Linked DNA regions of Mus musculus: region 2 is linked to region 1. A link is a contact called in public HiChIP or PLAC-seq data. All regions are on one chromosome and are shown on one strand. Each heading gives the region's core, a stretch centred on a gene start, on an enhancer-like site or on the middle of the called end of the contact. The rest is flanking DNA. Distances are from core to core; before and after follow the strand shown.

The links. HiChIP or PLAC-seq counts read pairs in DNA pulled down with a chosen protein or histone mark.
Region 2: a contact with region 1 is called in a BATF HiChIP or PLAC-seq map of CD8 T cells, with 12 read pairs. The contact joins two enhancer-like sites. A contact is called at or near these places in 3 of 115 datasets of contacts at active chromatin or transcription factors (CD8 T cells, bone marrow-derived macrophages and memory CD8 T cells).

What each region holds. Positions count from the first base shown.
Region 1 is chr8:115,222,834-115,230,015 of GRCm38.p6, reverse strand. All of the region lies in intron 8 of Wwox (WW domain-containing oxidoreductase), which reads right to left. Among named protein-coding and RNA genes, the nearest start is that of Gm39257, 270 kb to the right of the region's middle. Within about 2 kb of position 2,590, at least 36 of the 459 cell types and tissues checked have an H3K27ac peak or open chromatin away from gene starts, as enhancers often do. A contact at or near this core is called in CD8 T cells, where this site is marked.
Region 2 is chr8:115,492,957-115,500,138 of GRCm38.p6, reverse strand. No RefSeq gene overlaps it. Among named protein-coding and RNA genes, the nearest start is that of Gm39256, 150 kb to the left of the region's middle. Within about 2 kb of position 3,973, at least 19 of the 459 cell types and tissues checked have an H3K27ac peak or open chromatin away from gene starts, as enhancers often do. A contact at or near this core is called in CD8 T cells, where this site is marked.

The DNA.
Region 1 (7,182 bases), core at 1,341-3,840:
ATGCCCAATTTTACGCATAGCAGGGTGTCCATTCCAGAGCTTCATACATGCTAAGCAAATACTCTGCCAACCACTGAACTACACAACCAGCCCCGCTTCAGCTTTATATTACTAAAAGCCTAACTTTCTCCTTTCCTTCCTTCCTTCCTTCCTTCCTTCCTTCCTTCCTTCCTTCCTTCCTTCCTTCTTTTTTCATGCTAGTTAGTAACTGAACCCAAAGATACACTGGGCGAGGGCTCAGCTGTTAAGCTATAGCCTCAACCCTACTTCTTTATTCTTTGTATTAAATGTGACCAACCCTAACTCATGGAATTAATGTGAACGTTGGAAAGCGGGTACTTATAAACTGCTTGATATAAGCCTATTAACTCTAGGATTCATTTATTCATTTATTTTATGGTACTGAGAATTGAACTCAAAATTTTGCTAGCCTTAGGTAAATGCTCTATCACTGACTACACCCCAACCCTTTTAATTTATTTCTTTGTAATATGAGATAGGGTCCCAGTACTGCCCAGGCAGACCTTGAACTTTAATTCTCCTACCTTTAGCCTCCTGAATAGCTAGGATAGCAGGTATCCTATGCATGTGTCTTGGAATGGTTTCGTTCACTTTCACTATTTATTTTAGGTAGTTTTGTCATTCATTTTGATCAGGACACATTACTTACATTGTACCTTCTTTCTCTCTGTTCAACACTCCACAAAGTCAGTGTCCCTCCTAAGCCCTTCACTAGGAATAATAAGCCCATCTGCGGACAGAAGAGTCTTTCTTCATCTGGCCTTCTGCATGCCAAGCGCACCACCAGAGCTGTGGCCTAGCTCTTACTTGGGCTTCCCGAACCTGCTTCTTCCTGTTTCTCTGTGGCATCTCAAACCCTCGCCACCAGAGTGTAAATCAAGAAGTTTGCAGTGATCTGGCTTTGCTGGCGGTGCCTTAAACCCCAGGCGAGTGGTTAACCAAGCAGCCCCCACAGAAACTGCAAGGGTGGGCTCCCCAATGGGGAGGCAAAAATTCTTTCTATGAAAAATGCAAAGCACGACCTCATAAAAAGAAACCCACCGCAGGAAGATGGAGACATGTCAGCTCGCATTAAAACGAAACGGGAAGATGAACATTGCGACCATCTGGCAAAAGACCCTCCCTAGGAAAACATAAAAGTTGCCAAGGAGTTAAGACAAGACCTCAGTGAGAATCGCTGAACTCCACATGGCTCTCTTTGCACTTGAGTCAAAACTTGGAGTGAATTCGGGGGCCGGGTGTTAGGGACGAGCTGATTGTAACGGTGTATTCCCTCGGTGCTGTGCAGTTGTCTCTGTTTGGCTTGGAACTTAATTGCCTCATCATGCATTAGAGTTTGTAACACATTTGGAAGGAGGTTGGAGTCATAATCACACATAAGCAGACGAATAAAACAATGCAGTGTAAAGTTTTATGGCAAGAGAGGCTGGGTCCTATTGCAGGAGCAAATGCCTCTGAAATCTCAGCAACTGGCAACAAAGGCTCATTTCCCCCACAGTCAGTAGGAAGGCTGGCAGGGAAACTCAGGTGACCATGGTCAACACAGGGACTCGGAAGGGAAAGGGCAAGACTCACGTGGACAGCACATTTCTGGATTCTGGGGCCACAAAAGGAGGGTGAGGTAGGGCTCACAGTGACTCTCAAATTCTTTCCTCCTGGACATGAAATATGTGACTGTTGGTCGGATTCTATTGGGTGAACCAAATCACACAATTCCCCGTTATTAAGCGGAGTTAGGAGGTATCTCTACCCTGTGTTCTGAAATAGGAACGCTGTAGTGTTTGATGGTAGCCAGAGTGACCAGGAAGATTCGATTATGGAGGCCCTAATATGTTGGAGCTCTTCCTTCACTTTATATCGTCTAAGCTTATAACCGAGGTGAGAAGAGCCAAATGGCGAAGGCCAGAATTCCAACGCCCTGTCTTAACTAAAAGTGACAGGGGAGGTCACTCGCAGCTCTCCCATACAGAGTTCAGAATTAGACAAGCTTCATCTTGTCCCCCTGAACTCCTTAAAGGAGACCCTCCCTGAACTCGGTGTGCACCTCTGCTATCATTTATGTGTACGGTGGGCAACACTTAGCGACATCCTAAAGACCAAGCTGCCCGTCTGAAATGGCCTATGCAGGGGGGGCTAAATGTGTTAAGATCCAAAGCCCTGGCTGGCTGGTCATAGTTCATGCAGGAGGTATCTGCTCTATACCTACGAATCCTATGAAGATTGGCCAGGGGCCAGGCACACTGCTTCTTTGGTCTATTTTCAACCCTTCCACAGGTCTAGAAAATGCCCCCAAGAAGTCTCCATTGCTAAGCACCTGCTTGCCCCAGTCCTGTGCCAGGGTCTCACCCTTCCCCGTTTAGCTCTCAGATCAAATCCATGCACTTGGTATTGTCTCTACGCTACAGCGGGGATGCTACCCCTTGTCAGCAGCAGACACGGGGCTGAAGCAAACTGACTTTCATGTTGCTTTCAATTGTGCTCAATTTTTTTCCCTTTTTCAGATGCCTGTCAGGGAAGCAGATGTGTCATAAGCTCCCCGGTGTTTAACCCACCAGCCAACACTGAGTTAAGAGGTTCTGAGGCCTGAGGCTACAGTTGACAATGCTAGCATTCCACCTGGCCCCGGCGGCTTCATTTCAACAGACCGATTGTGACATAAACCACACCGTTGTGCTTATGGAATTTCTCACGAGTGGTCTCCCGGCGCTCGGTTTTGAATCTTGTATCGACTCTCCCTTTGCTGTTCAGCCAACATCTTGAGTCTTTTTTTTTTTTTTTTTTTTGCTAATGTTTCATTCTGAGTGAAGTTGCCAGTCAGAGTGAAACTGAGGTAGGGAAAGGGGTCTTAACCCGCAGGAGTGGGAGGAAGCAATCTGCTTTGTCACTCATGTAGAGCAAAGTGTCAGCCTTAGACCAGAGGCAGATAGATGACATGAGAACCTACTGGGCAAGGCAGCTCTGTGTCTTATATGGCCTGCATTGGCGGGGCGGGAGGGGAGGCGGGCTTAGCTTCCTGGTAATTGTTATCTGCCTGTCCGTCTAAACTGCCTGCCTTCCTTCCTTCCTTTGTTCTTTCTTTCCTCATTCTCATTCTCTCCTCCATTTCTTGTGTTCCTCTTTTTCTTTCTCGTTTTAAGCAAGGGCCTTAAGTAACCTAAGCCGGCCTTATACGTCCTGTGAAACCAAAGATGCCCTTGAACTCCCGATCTTTCTGCTTCCACCTCCCAAGTGCTAGGATTAAGGGGCAAGCATAGTCTTGCCTAGCTCATGCAGTGCTCGAGATGAGCCCAGGGCATGTCAGGCAAGTACTCTACCAACTAAGACATTCCCAGCTCCTTGGGTTTCTGAGCTATCTATCCATTAATATGCCCCCCCCCCATTTACATGGACTGCAGTGTGAGAAGCCTGGCCCATTGAAGAAACCAAGGGACAGGGTGATTACAATTTTTGTCTAGCTTCATATCGCTGACGGGAAAGTTGGGAATGATTCCAGAATATAAGATCCACCTCCCTAGGCCACACCACTGTAGAAATGACCACAAGAAGCAGCTTTTCAATAATCACCTTAGAGAGAGCAGGAAGTTTCTGCCCAGTACTCCTCTGGGTCTTCTTCCTCCCAGAGCACTTGGGAACCACGGCCCCTGGAATGTGTACCAAGAGCTCCTGCGATAAAGTTGTTGCAAATCTAGAAGGCTGAAAAAATGTGAGTGGTGTGTGTGTGTGTGTGTGTGTGTGTGTGTGTGTGTGTGTGTGTGTGGTGTATGTCTGTGGGTGTGTCTATGTATGTCAGTGTCTATGTGTCTGTGCCTGTGTCCTTGTATACCTACATATGATAGTATTCACGCCTCTGTGTGAGTTTCTGTGTTTGTGCGTCTGTCTGTGGTGTATGTCTGAGTGTTTCTGTATATGTCTGTGTCCATGTGTTTGTTCTGTGTGTTTGTAGGTGTGTGTTAGGATCCACATCTCTGTGTCAGTTTATGTGTGTGTGTCTGTGTGTATGTATATTTGTAAACACAACAACCTTTTTCACTACTGTATAATGACTATATAAGAAGAGCTCATTTGAAAAGGAAATTATTAATTTTATTGTTTGTTTTCTTTTGGTTTTAACATAGGGTATGATTATCTAGTCTAGGGATCCACTTACTTCAGCCTCTGCATTGCTGGTGCTGTAGGCATGTGTCATTCATTAGATCAGGCTCAAATAAATTACCTTAATTAAAAGGAATTAATGATGCCACCTAATTTTAGGAAATCTGTTCTCTTTCTCTTAAAATAAAAACTAGAATCATCTAAGAAAATTCTGTCTTCTGACACAGAAAACTTGATCAAGGTATACATGGGGGACTCTACTCATCCTTTCTGAGCCTCTCATAAGAATTTGGAGTTTGGAGTCCATGATACTCTGTATGCTGTTATGAATGGCAAAATCATAAATAGCAGCATGCAAAGTCAGTATCCTATGCTAAGAGTGACCAGGGGGACGAGCCACTTTGTTATGGACTGCATGGGACCTCCCATCACCAAACACTGATTTAGCATAATATCCCAGTCTTCTCTGTCTCCACAGGCTGTTTTAGTTGGGTTCACTTGAAAAGTTTCTAGCGGTTGCAGACACTAAAGCCCACAAGGGCAATGGCTTTCATATTTCAATCCTTGTTGTAATCTCAGGGCTTGGCATGGTCAAGAATAAATACTCAACCTATATCTGTGGGAGAAATCAAATCAGGTATCTTAACTCAATCAATATCCCAGGTGGTAGAAGGGACAGCTTGAGGATCAATTTGCTTATTTTTCGTCTGCCAAATTTTCTACATCCACTCAAAGGGGTAAAGCTGTGCCCAGAGAGGCATATGTTTCAATAACATTGGTGGTTAAGCGCTGCTCCCTCATTCCAAAGACAGGTGTTTGAAGAATTTGCAGTGTCTGTAAAATAATGGTATAGTTCCCAGTTGCAAAGACTGGGTTAGACATAAATGTGCCCTAATAACTGTGACTGTCGTCAGATGTATAAAGTGTCACAGGGTAAGAAAGTGAGTTAGGTGGTGGACAGGGAAAGGATGAGTGAATGAAAAGTCAAGGCCAAGTGTTTAAAGATCTCTGAGGGTTACAGAGTATGGCACCAGCTTATAAGGGGAAACCGGGATAATGAGAACCAGTCCAAAAGAATAGCTGGGGAAGGGGCAACCAACTCGAAGGGAAGACTGGCTCCAAATGTCACAGGGGAGAGTATTCTGTGGTGGATGGGTGGGTGGATGGATGGATGGATGGATAGATGGGATAGATGAATAGGTGGATGGTTGGATAGATGGATGAGTGGATGGATGGATGGATGGATGGATGGATCCATGGATGGATCCATGGATGGATGGGATAGATGAGTATATGAATGCATGAGTGGATAGATGGATGAGTGGATGGATGGATGGATGGATGGATGGATGGATCCATGTATGGATGGGATAGATGAGTAGATGAATGCATGAGTGGATGGATGGATGGTCCCCTGAAAGAGCAGCAAGTGCTGAGTTATTTCTCAAGATCTTGGGGGTTTATTATTATTATTATTATTATTATTTGTTTGTTTGTTTGATTGGTCTTGTTTTCTGTCTGGTTGGTTGGTTGGTTGGTTGATTTGTCTGTTTAGGTTGTTGTTGTTGTTGTTGAGGTTGTTGAGGCAGGGTCTTGCTATGTCGCTCTGGCTAACCTGACGTGTACTACATAGCCCAAGTTGTTCTTAAGCTCACAACAGTCTCCCTCAGCTTTCCAGGTGCTGGGCTTCCATATATGAGCAACCACACTCAGGTAAAATTTGCTTCTCAGGGATGCAATTCCCTTCTTCCAGGGAATTCATCCTCCATGATATTGGATAGGATAAGGGAATACATGTTTCTATGTGGTTAAGGTTAAAACTGGAGCTTTGGGCACTGTTCAGAGGATGTCATTCATGGGACGTCCAAGTTCATCCACACTGGCATCACCACCCCTATAAAACATGGCCATAGTCTCCATCCCGAGTAGTGAGACCCAACAGGCAATTTAGAAGCCACACATACCCTGAGCAGATCTGTGCTGACAGGTTTACCAGGGACAAAAGTTCAACCTAACTCACAGGACTTTGTCAACCTGTGGAATTCAAGGGACAATGGAGACAGCAAATATGGAGAAAGTCAGACCAGGGGCCAGGAGTTTAAGGGTCTCTTCACATTGTGGGGAGCCCCAAGGTTAACAGCTCACAAGTGTTACACCCCAAAACTTTCACAGTAGATGAAGACTGAAAAACGAAAAATTGTCTAGACGCAAAGCTCCAGAAGGAACTTGCGTTTTCATCCCGAGCCCTGGGTAGGTATTGAAAAGGACCTGTCTATCAGGTGAGAGCATCTCCCAGAAGGGCCACAAAGAAATCATAAGAACAGGCATGTCCAGAAGCTGGGAAGGAGGCTCGCATGATAGCACACTGGGTTGCAAGCTGGAGGGCCTGAGTTCCATCAGCAGAACCTACCTAAGACATCTGGGCATGGTAGGAGAAGCTGGAAATCCAAGATCTGGAGAGGCAGAGACAGGCGGATTCCTGGGGACAGCTGGCCAGAAAGCCTAACCCACTTACCAAGGCCCCGGAGAGTGAGACTCTGCCTCAGAAAGCAAATGGTGGATGACACGTGAGGAGTACGACCTGAGATGGTTCTCCACATCCACATGCTCATGCTTATGGTGCACACACCTCTGCACTCACATATGTGCGCCCATCCTCAGGCAACCATGTCCTCACCCATAACACAAAAGGATCACAGGTCTAGGAGAAAGGATCAGGAGACAGGCACTGGAGAAGAGCAGAGGTTAACTACAGCACCCCCTGAGAATATTGTACGTGAACAGTCTTTGCCCAGAGTCCCTGCAGGAGTTTGGGAGACCAACCTCCATATCTGATTTGATTTTTTTCCCCCTTAAAGGATCCTAGAAGCAAGCAACGTTAAAAGTAAAGAATCTGGAAAATCATTATATGTGACCTCTGGTATGCAATATTCATCAATAAATTGTGAGGGACGCGGAACTCGTGGCTCAAAGGGGAAGAAAAACCCGGGACCATTTAAGGACACTGGGCAAGGCCCTCCCTGCGATAATGGAACTTTAAGCATTTGACAATTTGTATGCTGTCGGTAT
Region 2 (7,182 bases), core at 2,724-5,223, 270 kb before region 1:
CCTTGAATTCTAAAGATCCTTGCCTACCAATCACAGGGTTTCCCCACTCACCTTGAGGCCCCAAACCCCACCTGCTGTCTGAATGTGATGGAACACAGCTGTAATTCCAGTATTGGGGAGGCTGATGCAGGTAGACTTTTACTTTGAGGCTAGCCTGAGCTAAAAAGGAAGAGCCTGCCTCAAAAATGTCAAACAATAAAACCTCTCCTGCTAGTGTCTGCCTTTTCACACTAGATCAGACTCCATTACTTTATATATACCTACCTACCTCCCTCCCTCCCTCCCTCCCTCCCTCCCTCCCTTCCTTCCTTCCTTTCTTCTTTCCTTCCCTGATCACCAGGAGCTTTGTTCAGCCCCAGGGTGTAAGCTAAGGATTATAAAATAACATAATTTCCAGGTCCTGTAGCAGCCAATACCCAGTGTATAGGTGAGGACCTGAAAAAACTTGCAGTCAGTCCCCTACAAGCATGCACATGCAGAAGTCAGTTTTGAGGGGATAAACTCCATTTTCATACCTGACTCCCACTGTCAAACCCTATCTCTATTTGGTTTGTTACCATTCAGGGTTGTCTAAAGGAGTGAATGAGAGATAATGAAAGGCAGGAGAAGGGAGGGAGAGAGGCAGAGTGGGAAGACAAATGACCTATTGCAGCTTCCCATGTCATTCCGCTTGCTCACTCCTCTATGAAATCTGTCACTCCCTTCCCCCTAGGAACCTGCCATTGGTTACACATCTGTCTCCCCTGGGAGGTCACAAGAGGCTTTATATCCCCGTGCCTTCACGGTGCTGTTCTGTAATAGCATCATCAATAAATTCTTGCTGAATGGAAGCTTTGTAACTTAGAAATATTACCAGGTGTCACAAGAGAAAGATGCACCGGAAGGGGCTCTTGAAAGATGTTAAGATGAAGGAAGAAGCCTATGGCTGCTATTGCCTTGATTCTAGGGAGAAACTCCAGAGATGGAAGTGAAAAAGAGATGAAGGCTGGGTAAAAGCAACCATGCCTTGGACGGATGAGGTTGAAGGGAGTAAATTCCACAGAGCCTGTAGGTGAACAGACGTAACTTCTTGCACTCCACTATATCCCTTTGCCTTTGATATTCATTCATTCATTCATTCATTCATTCATTATTCTTCTTTCCATAAATCCTCACCAGGAACTTATTCTGTCTCCTTCCTGTATTATATCTTCCAGGTGTCAGAAGGTAACACGAGTTCTAGGGACTGGAGAGGAAAACTAGAGAAGGGACAACGGTCGAGAGATGTGGTGCGGTTCTAGGCTTAGGCAGTTGCAGAGAAGAGTGGCATTCATATTTCTGCTCTGGTGGGAAGGCACAGGACAGTGGATGATTGAAGAGCTCTCAGGGGAGCAGAAGGGATGTGGCTCAGTAACCAAAAGCATGTCCTCCACCCTTAGGTCAGAGACCATGCTGGATCTTCTAGATGCTACGTCTTGTGGTACACTGTAGTAGAGAAGATAAGAAAAAAGACCAGAGGCGTGTGGGTGTATCAAACAGTAAGATAATAAAACATAGTGAAGGATCGCTGACCTCTCAGGCTCACAAACATCTCCTGGTTCAATAGTTAGATTTTTTTAGATTTGTTTATTGGCTCCTTATTCTGCAAAGTACTGTAAATGCAATGATTAAGGGGGAAGGACCTCAATCTTCTAAGAGTTTATAAGAGGGGTCAGAGATACCCAGATCCTCCCTATCTGAGGGGACCAATAGGGTGAGTACCACGGAGGCTATGGAAGTTCCACATGCTTCTTTAGAGAAAATAGACCTTGACAGACTTTATTTGAACACAATTAGGTTTACAATAAAGTTGAGTGGGAAGCAGACCCCTCACAACTTGGGATCAGTGAACGTGAATGGCCTCCGGAGACTCATGTTTTAATTCTTGATCCCTAGTTGGCAGAACTGTTTGAGAAGGACTAGGAGGTGTGGCATTCTTGGAAGAATTGTATCCCCGGGGGTTGGCTTTGAGGTTACACAAGCTCATAACATGTCAGTTAATACTCTCCCCTTCTCAACCTCTCCCCTTCCTGCCTCATGGTAATCATGTCAACACTTGTGCTCTCAGATACTGCCCAAGCCTCTGCCTGCCTGCTGCCTGCCTGCTGCCATGTTCCCTTGCCATGATGGTCATTGACTCTACTATGTCCTAGAACCACAAGTTCCAAATTAAATGCCTTTTTAAATATGTAAGTTGCTTTGGTCATGGTGTCCTTTCAGAGCAACAGAAAAGTAATAAAGACACCATCTTACACAAGCACAGCCTCCCTCACTAATATCCTCCACTAGCGTGGCACATTTGTTATAACTGACAGGCCACTGTCACCAAGAACCCATTGTGTATATTAGAGTCTACCATTGTGGAAAGCATCTTATGGGTCCTAACTATAATACACATATCTGCCAGTACTGTGTACATCTCACAGGAATGTACAGGGATATTGTACTGTGAAAAACTCTCCAATAAAGACTTACACAGTAGGAGATGAATAAGGAAGTGTGTTGCTTACTTATTTTGTTGCCATGACAAGGCACACGGCATAAACAGCTTAAAGCGGGAGGGATTTATTTTGGGTCAAGGACACAGTCAGCATAGCGGGGAAGGCAGGGAAGCAGGGGCATGAGGTAGCTGGGTACTTTGCATCCACATTCGGGAAGCAAAGCAGAGAGCCATGAACACAGGGCCCAGCTCACCTTCTGTGAGCTTTGTATTTAGCCCAGGACCCTAGCCCATAGGATGCAGCCATCCACATTCAGGGAGTGTCTTCCCAATTCAGTTAACCTAATAGGTTAGGTAAATTGAGGTAATCGCTCACAGACATACCCAGAAATCTGTTTCTTTGGTCACCCTAGATATTGTCAGGCTGACAATCAGTATGAACGAGAGGAAAGTACAGCTTAGGAAGAAGAATGAGGGAAGGGGGTGGATATGCGAGTCTGCTAAGAAAATCAGTGGACATGAAGTAGAGAGGGGCCAGACAGGAGGAGAGGCCGGGGGGAAGATTGGAATCAAACCAAATAAGCCTTGGTACAGCTCTGAACGGTGAGGGAGTGAATCACAGTAAGTGGGGACCAATATGAACTTTCTTAGCGACTGTGATTCACACAGCTGGAACCTGCTGGGGCCTCCCCCACCGGACCACAGCCTGCCCCTCTGCAGCTGATGGTATGGTACCCCAGTAGGTCACCACAGCCAAGACATTACCACGTCTCCTAGTTCTTTCCAGTCTGATGTCATCTTTCCAAAGACTGGCAGCAGTTGCAAGAAAACTGTTTCAGATAGCTATTAATATTTTAACATGCTTTTAAGAAAATTTGGCCTTTTGTCGAGTCGGTCTCCAAGCAGACATATATCATAGCCCATGATAGACATTACACTTAGCCCTGTTTGGTGGGGATAGCTGCCTTGTTTTGATTCATTTTTTAACATCTATTATTAAAAAATCTTGCTGGTGTGTGTTTGCTCCTATATTCCCTGAGTTGCTTTGCTCTGTGCCCTCCCCATAAGGAGCAATGCACGGCTGATTCTGTGACCTGACCAGGGCTGTCAGAGATGACCACTTTCTAAACAACAACAAGGCCATCTGGAACCCAGAGGGCAAACCAAACATCTCAGTAACGAGGAAATGATAGACTGACGCTGGTTTTGCACTTAGGGTGGGGGATAAATGATTTCTTTCCACCGATATATATTACGAGGGACAGGCATAAAGCCCATTGGGAGAATATGCAACTGAGGATACTCAGCTTAAGAGGCAAGCTGGAGACAGTTTTAAGGAGAGGCAATTCCGGCAGAAGGATAGCAGGATGCTTCTAAGGTTGAGAAGAGAGGGTTTTGTGTGTTTGTGGAACAGGAAGAAGTCTGGTGTGGCTAGAGAGTGATGTGGGAGGAAAAGTGGTGAAGGCAGCCAGGGCTAGGTCACAAGACATGGGTTGGGTGGCTAGAAAGTGACATTTTTTTTTTCTGAGAACATGTACATGTGCACCCAGAAGCCAAGTGACAACCTTAGGTATGACTCCTCTGGAGCCAACAGTCATTTTGTTCTTTGAGATAGAATGTCCCATTGGCCTGATGTTCACCAGGTAGACTAGGCTGGGTGGCTAGGGAGCCCAGGGATCGGCCTGCCTTCATCTTCTCAGTGCTGGCATCATAAGTTCATGTCACCATCCTTGGCTTTGAATGCATCAGTCTAGATATTGATCTGGGGTCCTCATATTTGCAAGGGAAGCACTTGACCTATCAGGCTCTCACCTCGTCCACTACTTCCTACTTTGAAGCATTCTTTATGGGTGCCTTAATCCCTATGCAAAGGACAGGTCATACAGTGGCACTCTAGTTACCTATTCAATCTGATGACAGATCTCTAGGTCACCTCACCAAGTCACCAAAATCGGAGACTAATGTGTACTTAGAGTCTCCAAACTAAGCTCTAGACAAAAAGCAGCAATGCCAGCTCAGGTTCTTCAGCAAGCAGCCCCAAAAAGGAGCTTAATTCACCCTCTACAGAGCAGAACACTCATCCAGCTGAACTCTGCCTGGGTTCTTAGCTACATCATGAGATTCACAGTAAAAGCATGGTGATGGATGCCCAGTGTTGTGGAAGGCCTGACTGAAAGAGTGACAAAAATGTGTGGTGAGGTGACTATGCTGAAGATAGAAAAGTGCAGCCACTCCAAAGGGAAGTTTGGGGAGGGAGGGCAGAGGGAAGGGACTTGACAGAAGATTTATCACGGGGCTTGTTTTACCACCCAAGCAGATAGATGAGAGAGAGCCAGTGAGGTGAAGGAAAGAAAAGATTTGGTTTTTGCCTTGAAAGAACTCTTTGTTGGGTTGAATGTGAGATAGAAGCTAAAACCTTGGGTCAAGAGATAGGGGCAGAAGGGAGCCCGCCTTTCTGCATCTTGTTTCAGCTCTTCTCATTACAGATGCTCAAGTGTTCAGGGATGATAGATACACTGTTGTCTTTGAGCAAGCAGAAGCCTGACAAGACAAGATGGAGGCAGGGCTTCAGTATGTCTAGACATCACATAGCCAGAGGACTTCCCCTACCACACACAGACCGCCTCACCTCTTGGGCTCTCAAGGGGCTCCTGATGGTCTCTGACACCAGCGTTGCTCATCCACTGTAGCCCACAGATGCTATTAACAGATAATCTCCCATCGCATCCCAAAGAAGGGCTTAAGACCACAGGAGTTCTCAATGTTGGTTCCATCCCCAGATGCCCCCAGCCAAATGGAAAGTCAATACACCGCTCTTTTCCCTTGTGGAAACTTCCCAAATACACTCTTGCCAGGTGAGCCCCTGGGGAAAGAAACTTCTAGAAGAGTCCTCCTATGCCTCCTGATGCTGACCCAGTAACAAGTCAAGTGGATGAGACTGGTTCCTCTCATCTCAGCATTTTATTTAGGTCTTTGGTTGAGTCACTCCTGTGCCATTTTCCAGTGGGGAGCAATAAGTTAGCAGATCCAAGAGGTCAGGAGAGATCTCAGGCGGTGGAGGCCACCGCTGAGGAACTGGTGGCTTGACATTTGCGGAATCTCACTTCTCTTTTTACTTATTGCTTTACTGAGGCTGAGCCTTGGGCCTCAAATATCTGTTCTTCCAGAACGGATTCACGATTTGAGATGAGTCAGGTGGGGAGTCACCACAGCCCAGCTGAGAACTGGCACGGAGAAAGGAAATGTGTGGGAGAAGGGTAACCCCTTCTGCTATGACACTGGGCTTCTTCTTGGTCAGCTGTACTCGTTACCTTTCTAGTCTCCGTGACACAGCGTCCAACTTAGGAGAACAAGGAATGGTTTATTTTGGCTCACAATTGATGAAATCCATCATGGCCGGCAAGGCATGGCAGCAGGAATTTGAGGCAGCTGGTCACATGACATCCACTGCCACGAAGCAGAGAGAGATGAACCCTGGTGCTCACCTATTTATGCATCGGAAGATCCCAGACCATGGGATAGCACTGCCTACACTGAAGAGTAGTCTTTCCTCCTCAATTAACCTAATGTAAAAATAAAATAGAATAAAATAAAATAAAATCCCTCACAGACACACCCAGAGTCTCCCTCTTTATGGTTCCGGATCCTGTCAAGTTGACAATATTAACCATCATATCACCAGTCTACCCAAACGTGAGGGAGGAGCCATGCTGTAGTTTCTCCAAAATCCCATCTATTCAGTCTCTCGGGTTTTAGATTATTGGAGTTCCTGGAGTTTAACTATATGAAGCAGAACACCAGTTCGTCCGAGCCCTGTCTTGATCCCTTGCCTTAAAACTGAATTTTGCAATAAAATTATGGTCATTTGAAGCTGCAATGATGGATAACCAGAATGGAAGGGAAGCTGCGGGGGAGCTTGAAGGAGGAGGAATTAAAGAGAATCATTTGCAAACATACCCACAAGCTAACTACCCAGGAGTCCATATCTCTTCCCTAAGAATTTGTGAAGTCTGAGCACTCTCCTGCCTTCAAGGAGATCATAATTTGTTTTCTGGGTACAAGAATGTCTGTCTTAACATAGAAATCAGAGAGATGGGGTTGGAAAATGGGGAATTCTGGGATGCCTGACTGAGAGCACTGGACAGGGGAATTGAAATGTGAGCTCCACACTAAGAGCCCACTTGTCCATGTTGTAATCTAGCCCCTGGCGTGCAAAGACTAATCCAGATGTCCTTGGTGGATGAATTTATGAACATACCTTGCCTGATGCTTAGCTGCAAGAATTCAAACAACATCTGCAAGGTCTCTTTGCTTTGCCTCCCGTGAGCAGGAGTGGATGAAGGGAAGATAGCTCATCTGTCCAACAATGGCTTCCTAAGCAGCTCTGTGTGAGCAACACTGTTCCAGGGGCTGACCACACCAGCAAACAAAGTACAAGAAACTCTCACCTAGGTGCTTTTTAGTAGGACAAAAAACTATCAACCAAACACCAGCATGTATAAAAAAGTTAGGTGTCATCTGAAGACATGGACGCAGGAGGGCAGTGATTAGAGGTCACACATGGGAGGCCAAAGAAAGTCCAGCTATGGCAGCCTACAGGTGTAGAGCTGTGAGCATCAGAGGGAATACTATGTGCAAAGATCCTAAGGCAGGAGCTTAGATGACATGCTGGACACATCTGCTAGCCACCGCCTATGAACCTGATGAGAAGAAATTAGAAAATG